2 separate regions of the Gossypium arboreum genome follow, and region 2 is linked to region 1. A link is a contact called in public Hi-C data. All regions are on one chromosome and are shown on one strand. The core of a region is the stretch at or near the end of the contact, and the rest is flanking DNA. Distances in the headings are between cores, read along the strand shown. Region 1 holds the start of LOC108454871. Region 2 holds the start of LOC108467926 (sec-independent protein translocase protein TATB, chloroplastic).

The links. A called contact is a pair of places that touch in the nucleus more often than the background predicts.
Region 2: a Hi-C map of leaf shows a contact between it and region 1, with 2.9 times the contacts expected there. The contact joins the promoter of LOC108467926 here to the promoter of LOC108454871 in region 1. A contact is called at or near these places in 2 of 5 Hi-C or Micro-C datasets (both in leaf).

What each region holds. Positions count from the first base shown.
Region 1 is chr9:32,757,596-32,763,508 of ASM2569848v2, reverse strand. It overlaps LOC108454871, which reads right to left and starts at 3,342. Exons shown (of 1, transcript XM_017753473.2): 1 at 1,889-3,342. The coding sequence starts at 3,097. The coding sequence ends at 2,270.
Region 2 is chr9:33,119,190-33,125,450 of ASM2569848v2, reverse strand. It overlaps LOC108467926 (sec-independent protein translocase protein TATB, chloroplastic), which reads left to right and starts at 2,011. Exons shown (of 6, transcript XM_017768756.2): 1 at 2,011-2,506; 2 at 2,597-2,718; 3 at 4,403-4,462; 4 at 4,553-4,721; 5 at 4,971-5,117; 6 at 5,209-5,637. The coding sequence starts at 2,287. The coding sequence ends at 5,309.

The DNA of each region.
Region 1 (5,913 bases), core at 2,093-4,592:
CCATTTCTCGAAACTTCGTCAAAATTGTCATTAATCAATTTCATAAAAAAATGTATACAATTCATGCAATATCGAAATATTAAATACATAACATAAGGTTGCATTATTTACGCATGAACTTACCTTGAAACCAAAATGGCAAAAGAGACTTAACTGTCAATTTCTCGTTTTCCCCCGTTCTAGGTCCGAATCTCGTTTTCTTTGATCTATAATATCACGTTTAGCCTATTTATTAGTCACATTAGTCAATGTGATCTAAAAATCATACTATGAAAAAATTACATTTTTGCTCCTAAACTTTGTCATATTTACACTTTTTCCCTTAGGCTCGTAAAATGAATTTTATTCAATTTCTTTGCACTTTAAGCCTAGTCGAATCATTTCATAACTATAACAGCCCACAATTTCCACTAAATCATACTTTTTATGACAAATTTTATAACTTTTATAAATTAGTCCTTTTTAGCGTTTTCACCGAAAACTACTTAGTAAAAGTTATTTAACACACAACAAACATTCATATTCCTCCCTTAAAAAAATCAAAATACACACATGTAACACATGGGTAAATTTTTAAACATCAACCCTAGCTCAAATAAATGGTAGAAATAGATAGATCTTGTTATGAGGATTATAAAAACGTAAAAATCATTAAAAACAGGACTAGAACGGACTTACAATCGAGCTTGAAAGCTTGAAAAACCCTAGACATGGTTTCTCTATGCAAGTTTCAGCCAAGAGGTTGAAGATGGACAAAAATTGACTTTTAATTTTGTTTTTAATTCATTTTAATAACTAAATAACCAAAATTCCCTTAATGAAAAACTTTGGAAACATGTCTAACGATGTTCATTTTTTTCCACCAATTTAACCAATGGTCTAATTACCATATAAGGACCTCTAATTTAAAATTTCATAACAATTGGAGACCTCTAGCATGTGGAACTCAACTTTTGCATTTTTTATGATTTAGTCCTTTTGACTAAATTGAGTGCCCAAACGTCAAAATTTTCAAACGAAATTTTCACGAAATCATTTTATGAAATCGTAGACCATAAAAATATAATAAAAATAAATTTTATTACGTCGAATTTATAGTTTCGAAATCACTGTTCTCACTAGACCCTAAATTGGGATGTCACACATATTGCCCATGTAAATATTCAAATTTTCTTTCCCTTTAATCTGGTTTGCTAGATTTTTCAAATAATTTAGAGGATGGTATAAACTATCTAAAGTTTGAGTTTGGTAGGGCGAATTTTATCCTTTAGTTCCTTTATTCTATATTCTTTATTTTAAATCATATTTTATTCCTTCTTAATTTTCGGAAAAATCCATATTGTTAAACCAACTTCCAAGTGTAACTCTTACGAGTTGGGTTCCACATCATATCTACTTTCATTAAAGTTAAAAATGCAATCAAATTGTCATATATAATTGCTTTTCTTCATTTTTTTTAAGAATATATATTCAGAAAGGAGTTGTTTGATGTAAAGTTTGGTTATATTTTTAATTTATCTAATTACTGGCGTGGTTTCTTATGGCATCGAAAAGATGAGGAGGACGACTAGGTTTTGGGCTTTTGCCTGTTGTACTCACCTTTCAAGCAATCTTTTACCTCATACACCACCTTGTAAAACAACTTGCAAACAGCAAGAAGAATCTGGGAGCAATGATTCAAATTTTATTATCAGTTACGAATATATGACTTTGCAATTCTGAATATATGCTAATGGGTTGATCACTTAACTGATACTAATAATTTTAAAAATTAGTATACTTTAAATAATTAATTTTTTTTATAAATTTTATCTTAATACAATAAAATGTATATTTAAAATTTTTAAAATATAACTCTAAATCCTACAAAATTTTTAAAGGTCTGAGCTTTAAAAAATAAAATACTAAGGATTTTATTTTTTTTTGTTTTTGAAAAGAAAATACTAAGGATTTGTTTTAATAAATAAGGGGTGAAATTTTGACTCATTCTCCCTTGAGAGGGATAGCAACTGTAATAGCACACCTATTCCAACGCATAAGAATAAGTTGCCGGTAGGGCATTGGATACCTGACAAAAAGGTTTTTATTTCCCACTACATAGAAGCCGATGCTTATGGCCTTCACCAGCAAAAACAACAACAACTATTACAATCTCCCTTCAACTCCAAAGAGCACCACCATTTAAAACAAAATCACGTTTGGCTAATGGCAATTGTCTTGTTGTATTGACTGACTTAGTAATATAGGATTATTCATCTTGTCTCGAGAATTAGAAATCATCGCCACCATCATCATATCCAAGATCATCTTCAACCTTCTCCGCCACTTCATCTTCGAAATGATCCTCCAGCGCATCCACGCCCTCCGCTAATGCCAGTCCACCCAAAGCCCCTGCAACCGCACCCACAGCCAATCCTGTCCCCATCCCTCCGAACTTACTCTTCTTCTTCTCCACTTGCCCATAGTACCCACCACTTCCTTCACCGTACGCCGGCCGAGCATTGTAATTGTACGCACTGTAGGGATACCCAGAAGCTGGGGCTGCATAGTAAGGACTTTGTGGCTGTGGCGGGTGAGCGTATGGGTAAGGATAACCATAAGTTTGCGGAGCTCCTGGGTAGGCTCTTGAATCCGGTGCTGGGACCCCGTAGGGTGGTGCACGGTACGGATCGGGATCATGATAGCGTGGCTCTCTGGTCAAAACTCTAACGTCAACTTTTCCTTGGGGTCTCCCAGAGGGTCGCTTCAGCTTGAGCGTTTTCTCGTGGCTTACTTCGAAGCCGGCCTTATCAAGGACTTTTCGGAGCTTGATCTTACCTGAGCCAATGAGTGGTTTGGTGTGCTCCTCGGAACCGACGTGGACGACGTCGATGAAGAGAATGGTGTCGTCGTCGACGGGACCAGCAGGGAGAGGGATGACCAGAGTTTCGTCCCATATGGGACTAGTGTCACCCTCCTCATCGACTTTGGTGGAACACTTGTTCTTTGGGTCCACCCACAAGACGACGTACGGCCTGATTGGACCGTGACGCCAATTGACGTTTTTGAGATCTTTGGCGGAGGAGAGGGTCACCTCTATTTCACGGGGAGAGGCCATTAATATGCTTCTTAATCAAGGTGGAAATAAGTAAAAAGGATCTGGTTTGGTTTTGGAGTATGACCAAACAAGGTGACGACTCCAGTATATATAGGTTCTAGGAAAGAGGTTTTTTTGACATTAAACGTAATCACCAGATTGACCTTTTAATCTATATGGGGAGTGGGAACTGGGGAAGGGAATACTTAGAGAAGGACATGGACATTATGGTCTAAACAAAGGGTGAGACTGGGGGAGGGATTAACAAGAGGTGGTGTAGCTGGGTATCCTTAATTGCTTAAATGTGACTTTTAAAGAGAGACAGGTGCCGACTTTGAATTGCACAATGACAAATATTATTACCAAACATGGAGCATGTACATATCCTTCATGATCTTCTACATTAATTATAGTTAAAAAATGACAAACACACCCCTATAATTTAATTCTTTTTGGTAATAACACATCCCAACATTATTAACAATTTACCTTTAAGGATTTTTATTAAAATTATATTAATTTATTACTTTTTTTTCAAATTGACATGGATTGGAAATTTTTTATCAAAATGATATGTTTTAAATCATAAAAATTGCACACGCTATAGGCCCAAATTGACAATTTTTTTGTGGCAATTTGGGTGGAACACCAAACTGTGAGGCCCAAATCACTACAAATCATATTGATTTGGAACTTTGGGAAACGTGTGCCACTTTTTACTATTTAAACATAGGTTTAGGGCAAAGAATTTTGTCAAATCGTAGCTAAAATTGTCGATTTGGGGAAGAATCTTTGCCACCCAAATCGATTCACTTTGTGGCTATTTGGCTTAGAGATTTTTTGCCCAACAATACCCAACAGTCCAAAAGAAACCCAAGACCCTAACCCCACTACGCATATATATATATATATATATATATAATATCTTGACATTTTCAATATAACACATGGTAAAAATTTGGGTTTGAATATCAAGAAAATTATGAGAAAATTTTATGGAACGACTCAAATATAAAATTTTAGAAAAGGAATTTGATATTGGAGAAGGGCAATTACGTGAAAAGAGTTGTAAAGTTGGAAGTATGACAAAAAAAAAAATCAAATCTCAAATTTTAAAAAGTATGAGGACTAAAGTGCAATTTGACCAACAAAAGAACCATTGAGTTATATTATCTTGAATCATGAAAGTACCATTGAGCCCTATTACTCAGCGTACAATTTATTTATTCCATGCACGGGTACATGTATTCTCGAAGCCAGAAATTTTTTTTATGGAGCCGAAATTAACTTTTAATTTTAATAGCCTATATCTTTATAATTTTTAAAGAATTAAATAAAAATTTATTATTTTAAGGGGTTAAAGTGTAATTTTACCTTTAATAATTTAAAGTTTTAAATTTTCTAAAGGGTCTAAATGGACAATTTTCCATTTTAGGGGTAGCATCCATATAGCAACAATTGACTCAACTTAAGTTTGTATAGTTCCTTTTGTTAGAAAAACAAGTTTGGAAAATGCGATGAAAAATAAGTTTTAAGGAAAAATTAGAGTCTTAAATTTTTTTTTTCTAAAACTAGAACTTAGTTATGGTATCTAAAGTAATAAATACTTAATTAAAATTGTACATCTTTGATTGGTCTAGGATGAACGCTTCGACTGAATAGTCTTATCTACTATCCTCAAGCTCATGTTTGTCAATGTAGGTAGGGATGAGCATTCGATCGAATCGAATAAAAAAATTTCGAGTTAATTGAGTTCACAAGTCATATTTTATCTTCCTAACTCAATTTGATTTTTTTTCGAATTGAGTCGAGTCAAATTGAGTGAAATTGTTCGAGTTAAATAAAAAAATTTAAACATGTCAAATAAAAACATTATTAAAATAAAGCTAATTCCATGTTAGAGCACATAAATTTGAAACCATATATATTTGAAAAAATCAAAGCAAAAAAAAAACCTTGATTATGATAAATTTGAATCATTAATTAAGTCCCAAAATTATTATTTTAGAATATTTTTAAAAATTTAAATTATATATATTTTAGAATTTATTTTAAAAATATAAAATTTGAAAATTTTATCAATGTTTTTAATTTTAAAATTATTTTGATTTTTTATAATTTTTGTTGAGAGAGACCAATTTGCTTCTTTTCAAAGTTGATAGGAACCAATAGGTATTTACACCAATTTGTTTATCAGAGTTATTCGAATTGTGAGATTCAACTCTACTCAAACTCGAAACTAGAATCGAGTTATTCGAGTTGACTCAAATAATTCGAATAACTCGATTCGATTAATTTGAAATTCATTTTTTTTATTTTTTTGAATCGAATCGAGTTTTGCTCGCCCTTAAGTGTGGGCTCATTTCGAATCAGAAAATTTTCCACAAAATTACCAGTGGGGTAATTTTGCATTTTTCTAAATTTCTAGGTCAAGTTGTAAATAAGAAAAATATCTCTAGAAATCTTTTGAAATAATTTATTTAGAAATTGTTCTCTACAACTTTGTTTTTAACTCATGTACGTGAAAAAAATGTCCCAATGCTCTCTTATATAGGAAGAGTTTAGAGAGTTCAACTATGATTAAACTTAACCACTTTAATATAATACTTATCAAGGTAAATATTAGATTAAATTTAATATTAAATCTCATTAAATTGATAGAATATTTATCTACAAGATAAATATTAAATTAAATTTAATATTAAGATAATCACTTTAATATTAAATTAATAAAATACTATTAAGATAAGTATTAAATTTAATTTAATATTGAATTTATTAAAATAATATTATATTTGTAATAGTTAATCAAAATCAAATTCTCTAGTAGAGTCCCA
Region 2 (6,261 bases), core at 762-3,261, 360 kb before region 1:
TAACATTAGCGGCGTTTATAACCTAGCGCCGCTAAAAATGCACCTATTGCGGCGTTTAGGGTTTTAGGGGTTATAGTTTAGTGTTTAGGGTTTGTTAGGATTTAGGGATTTACTATTTTAGGGGTTATAAAGTAGTGCTTATGATTTTTTTGGGTTTAAGATTTTAAGAGTTATATGACTTTTAGCGGCGCTTTACCAAAAGCGCCGCTAATGCTCTGTCTTTTAGCGGCGTTTTACCAAAAGCGCCGCTAATGCTCTATCTTTTAGCGGCGTTTTACCAAAAGCGCCGCTATTTCTCTGTTTTTAGCGGTGTTTTAACAAAAAAACGTCGCTATTGCTCAGTTTTTAGCGGCGTTTCCGCTATTGCTTTGTGTTTTACAATTTTTGCGGCGTTTTCTGATAAAACGCCGCTAAAGCCCTATTTTCTGTAGTGATACAATAATGTAATAAACATTGTGCTAATAGTATTAATAATAATATTAAAAACATGATGATAATAAAAAAATATGTTGTGATAACATTAAATATGGGGATAATAGTAAAAAAAATGGAATAACAATGTTAAATTAGTAATAGTGAGAAATAGTAAATAATAATAATTTGATATAAAAATGGTAACCGATAATAAACAATGGTATAAAAAATAATATAATAAGTCTATGTATAATAGAAATTTATATTTAAAATAATTAACTTCGCTTAAAAATATATATATTTACATAATAAATATATAATAATAAATAAATAATATAATAATATGAAACATAACTCAAATTAATTAAATTAATAGAAAATAATAAAAACAAATATAAAAATAATGAGAATAAAGCTCAAATAAATTAATTTAACAGTAAAATAACAAAAATAAAAAAGAGGTTAAATTGAATTAAAAGTGAAACTTTGAGGCCAAATCAGAAAGGAAATAAAATTAGAGGTAAACTCCTTCTCTTTTCCCTTATTTCATTTGTGTAAAGAAAAAATGTGAACGCCAAAGTAAACAAAATTGAATAATATAAAAAGTTACCTTAAAAATCTAATTTGTATTCTCTTTGATTTCGTATGTGTATTCTCTAAAAAATTCCCCCTCTTACAATAGTTTTTCCATGGCTTTTATAGCCAAATTTTACAACTTATAACAAGTAGGGTGATAGAGTTAGTGGGGGTGATGGAGGTAGTGGATGGTTTAGTAGGGTGTGGGGGTGATGGAGGTAGTGGATGGTTTAGTAGGGTGATGGAGTTAATGGTTGGTTTAGTGGAGTGTTTAATTTGGGTTGGTTTGATTGAGCCCGGGCAGAAATTAGGCTTAACAAACTTCTAATCCTATAATCTATGATTTGATATAATTAATAATTTATATTATATATTATCGTATATTCATATTTAAAAAGGTAAAAAAAATTAAAATGCATATCTAAAATAAACCTGGACATATGCAAGTCTAGGTTCATCCCATCAAAATTCAAAATTCAAAAATATAAAAACTGAAAACTTTTTTAGACTTACTTTAGAATACACGTGTAGTTGCTAAAATACGTTTAGAATAAATTTCCAAATTTAGATAAATTTTGGCCCCAATTTATTCAAGTTCATTTTGTACATCTATCTTTAGTAAAAAATTATATAAAATTTATTTTTATAAAATTTTAATAAAATTTTATATCTTTATATTTATTTAATAATTTTAAAAAAATCACAACATTATTTATAAGTCATTCACTCTTTTTTTTATTTAATAATGAGGTATAATATTATTATTTATTGATGATACATAAAACTTGTAGGCATCGGTGTATCAAATATTATTTGTAAGATTAATATGAAAAAGAAAAAGAAAGTATAAGAATCGGATTGAAAATATTACCAATTAATTCAGGGTAAAGGTTATTGAAGAAAAAAACCTGAACGCAACTCATTTTTATCAAACATTGTGGGGAAGCCCTAAAAAATTGGGCTATCTTAAACATGATGTGCCAGCATTTGACTACCCAAATCAAGCCCAGAACTTGGTGATGGCTGATCATGAGAGTCAGGTGTCGACCCACATTGAAATGGCCATTTCAGCCTACAATAAGATCTCCAGAATCCGGATCAAGTGAGCTCCAAAAGTAAGCTTCTCTGTAATGTTGGTATCGTAATCTCCTCGACCATCATTTTCCACATATTGCATTTTTAGACATCTTCCCATTTCAAGATAACCTTTGGTTTGGTGTCCCCTCCCAATTCCATGTCTATGCTCGGAAAAATCTAAGCTCTCCTTAAACTCACTAAAATTATCTATCTCTTCAAATGACCACAATTATGGCCGTCTCAACTTCCGCATTCTTATTCACACCTTCCGTTAGCTCCAAGTCCACTACTTTCTCCTTCTCTCCTTTAGTTTCACATCGCAAATCCTTTCCTTTCCGTTTCTCCACGTGGTTTCCTCAGTTGGGTCCATCCTTTTTTTCTCAATGGAGTGGTCTAAAGCATCTGGGCATTTCAATCTCACCAAAATCTCTTAAATTAGGTATCTTTTTTATTTTATTTTTTATTTTGGTCTGGGTTCCTCTTTTTAAGCTGTCTATGCAATTCATTTATTTTGATTATTGAATTTCAGAAAAAAAAGGAAAATGTAAAGGAAGGGTGGTGCATGCATCTTTGTTTGGCGTTGGAGCTCCTGAGGCTCTGGTTATTGGGGTAGTTGCTTTGTTGGTGTTTGGTCCCAAGGGTCTGGCTGAGGTATGTTCTGCCTTTATATGCTAAGGGACAAGTCATTCTCATTTGCATGTTGTTTCAATTATAAGCACCAACCTGTCACTTGCTCCTTTTATGGTTTGTAACATTTGATGATTTTCCAGGCTGTTTGTGTCTATCATATGTTTGTAATGTATGTCTTTGTACAGTTCAAGTTTCTAATTTTATGCGGGTATTGGATTTAGATAGGTCCTAAGCTTTGGAAACGTAGGCTTTGTGGCAACTATTTTAAAATATTAATCTCTATTCAACGCTTCAAATATGAATTAAGCAACAAGAAGCAAAAAAAATTGGTAGAATTTCTAAGGAGTGCCTGGGAAGTTGGTATGATAAATTGTTGAAACTGAAAAATTATTGCTGGTTTAGTGTTGGATTTTATAGACAATACTTAGCTTTGCTTGAAACTGAAATTGATATGGTTTCTTGTCTTATATAAGAATTGAAATGTTGGTTTAAATTATAATCTTAGATGATAGAAAGAATCCTTTTATTGAGATGAAATATAGAAAGAATCCTTTTATTGAGATGAAATCTTATTTTATTCGTTTTTAAGCTTCTTTTAGTATATGAGTGAACAATAACTTAATTCAATTGGTAATATTTAGCCATTCCCATGACTTAATTTTGGTAAAGAGAAGGAAAATTTTTCGCTTATTTTGAAGAAATCTTATTTTTTATCAGTTTTTACTCACCTTTCTAATTTCAAGTTTAAAATTGCACTAACTATTCTTTAGTTTATATCTAACTATTGTACTACATCTGTAATAAATAAGCATTTTCCTCATATATAAGACTAGTAACCAAGCGAGGCATTAATGTAGTGTTGTTTGACAAGATAATGATTTTTTTTCCCTTGATGCAGAAACATTGTTGTCATTTAAGTCCAATTCATTCCATTGTATTACCCTATTTTAAACTCTTAAGCTCCCCTATCCTTTCAGGGCTCATTCTAATGATGCCTTGATGTATTTAGTGATCCAGATCTTTAAGAATAAGTGTTGTGTCTTTTACCTCAGATCCCTCTTGACATTTTACTAAATGGCTCGATATGACAAGAAGAATCTAACTTGTGAGGACTGGAGAGTTAAAAGAATATTTCCTTAGGTATTGTGATAAGGTCTGATAATCAATTATTAAATATGCTGTATCCATGATGTCTGATGTACCATAAAGGCATTAAAATAAAACATATAAGTGCTTGGATGCTTTGATTCTTTACAAAGTAGCTGCATTGTGATACTTATGAACTTATCAAGAATTTATTTACAAGTGCATGGCAGACATTTTGATGCCTTCCATAAATGACTATTCTCACTGTTTAGCAAAATGTGGTCGCTAATGTTTAGGCTGCATTATATTGTTACTTTTGCTACTTATTTTAAATAATAAAAAATTATAGAAAAGTCTTTCACGTACAAAATATGTCACTGTCCTTTTATGTAAGATAATTATGTTTAAATTTTGTCACAATTGATCTGCTTATTCGTTTTTTAGTTGAATACAATTATGCTTTTTACCATTCATATATTATTCTGTAGAAATTTTTGAGGAAGCGAAAACCAAGTTTTAAATATGTTGATCAAATGATCAAACAGAACCTTTATAGTTAGGATCATATTCTGTTTAAGTTAAATCCTCTCAGCCTCTCAAATGGCATATTAAAGTGCAGGTTGCTAGGAATCTGGGGAAAACATTGCGTGCGTTTCAACCCACCATTAGAGAACTTCAGGTAGGGCCTGAACCCTTTGGTTTTACTCATATCTTTACCATGTAATAACTCTGTCCTTCTGAACTCTTCGCCTTTATATCGTCTGTGAAGGAAGTTTCGAGGGAATTCAAGAGCACCCTTGAAAGGGAGATTGGTCTTGATGAAATGCCGAGTTCAACACAAAATACACTGAATAGGAACAGTCCCTATCTAAGTAATGCTCCCCTAACACCTTCACCAGTTACCAGTGCTGAGGAAACTGGTAGTGATGCTGACCCGGGTAAGCGCTTAATATTCTTATATTTTCGGCTAATTAGTGGCATGAAATTGTCTTATAAGATTTTTCCTTTGAATCTCACTTACGTTATTATGATCTCTTACCCTGAAACATGCACTAAATGCTACTGCATAGCGTTTGATCCTGCTTTTTATGGCTTAGTGGTAGGAACTTTCCTTATTCCTTATCCCATTCCCCTTGTGTATTCCAATGAAATTTAAGAAGCATGCAAATTCTGTCGCTTTACTGCAGATGGTGCTCAATCCATAAAAGCAGCATATACTAGTGAAGAATACTTAAAGATCACAGAAGAACAGCTAAAAGCTTCAGCATCCAAACAGCAGGACCAGACCGCCTCTCCCAGCGAGACCGAGTTAGGATCCCAAAATCAACATGAAGGTTGGTTCTTCTTCTTCTTTCTCTTTGTATTTCTCTGTCTATTGCCTTTCTCTTTCTCACTTTGATGTTATTTGTGCAAAATCAATAACAGCTACTCCCAAAGAAACTACCACTGCTGCTGCTGCTGCGATGCCTCCGTCTCAGAAACCAGAAAGCGAGACGAAACCAGAAAGCGAGACGGGAAATCCGTGAATGGAGATAGAATGTTTATAGTAGAGAAGCCTCTAATTAGGGTACTAGAAACTTCCTCAGAAAGGTATAAAGCAAGGAAAGAAACACCACGTTTTGCCCCTTTGTTATTCATCTAAATTTTGGTTCAAGTCATTGTATATTAGATCTTTGCAAATGTGCTACCTGTACGTAGTCACCAAGAGTAATTGTACAACTTAATTTGATCTCAAGACAATGTTTTCATTGGAGGAGTGCCATGTTTTGGATTAGTGATTGTCAAATCCTCATTTTGTTCCTCTTCACTCTGGAGATGTTTGTCTGCATTTTAACTAAAACCTTTCTGATGAAATCCCAAAATCTCAATTGACAAATATATGAACACTTTTTGGATTGCAATATTGATGATTTCTTTTAATTTCCCAAAATAAAGTTGCGGGGAAATTAATTTTTTAAAAGCACACTTTTTAATATTAAACGGACCTTCACCGTTAGGTGGTGAGGTAGAATTAAAAAGAGCAAAATTTCATCGGTTAGCAGCTTGAATTTGGCATGAACTGATCATATGCTTGTTTTTATACTTTGCTACTTGAATATTTTTGTTTCACTTAAAAAAAAAAAAATAGGAGATGCATCATATGGTGTATCCTTATGCATGTCAATCGGTAACATGACATACATAAAAATCTAAATTAAAATATTATATAAAAACATTATTAAAAATTATGTAAAATATAAATAATTCAAAAAACTAAAAGGAAAACAACAAAAATTTAAAAATATATATATATAAAAGCTATAAATATAAAAATTCTAAAGTTTCTAATAATTATATAAATGCGAAAAATATATATAATTTTTTTTAAAATATGTTTAAAATTTTAGAATATTACAAAAATGGTACATAAACATTTTTGTTGCTCAATTTGGTACTTACGTGTTTTGGGATCAATTTGGTACCGACTTGACATTTTTT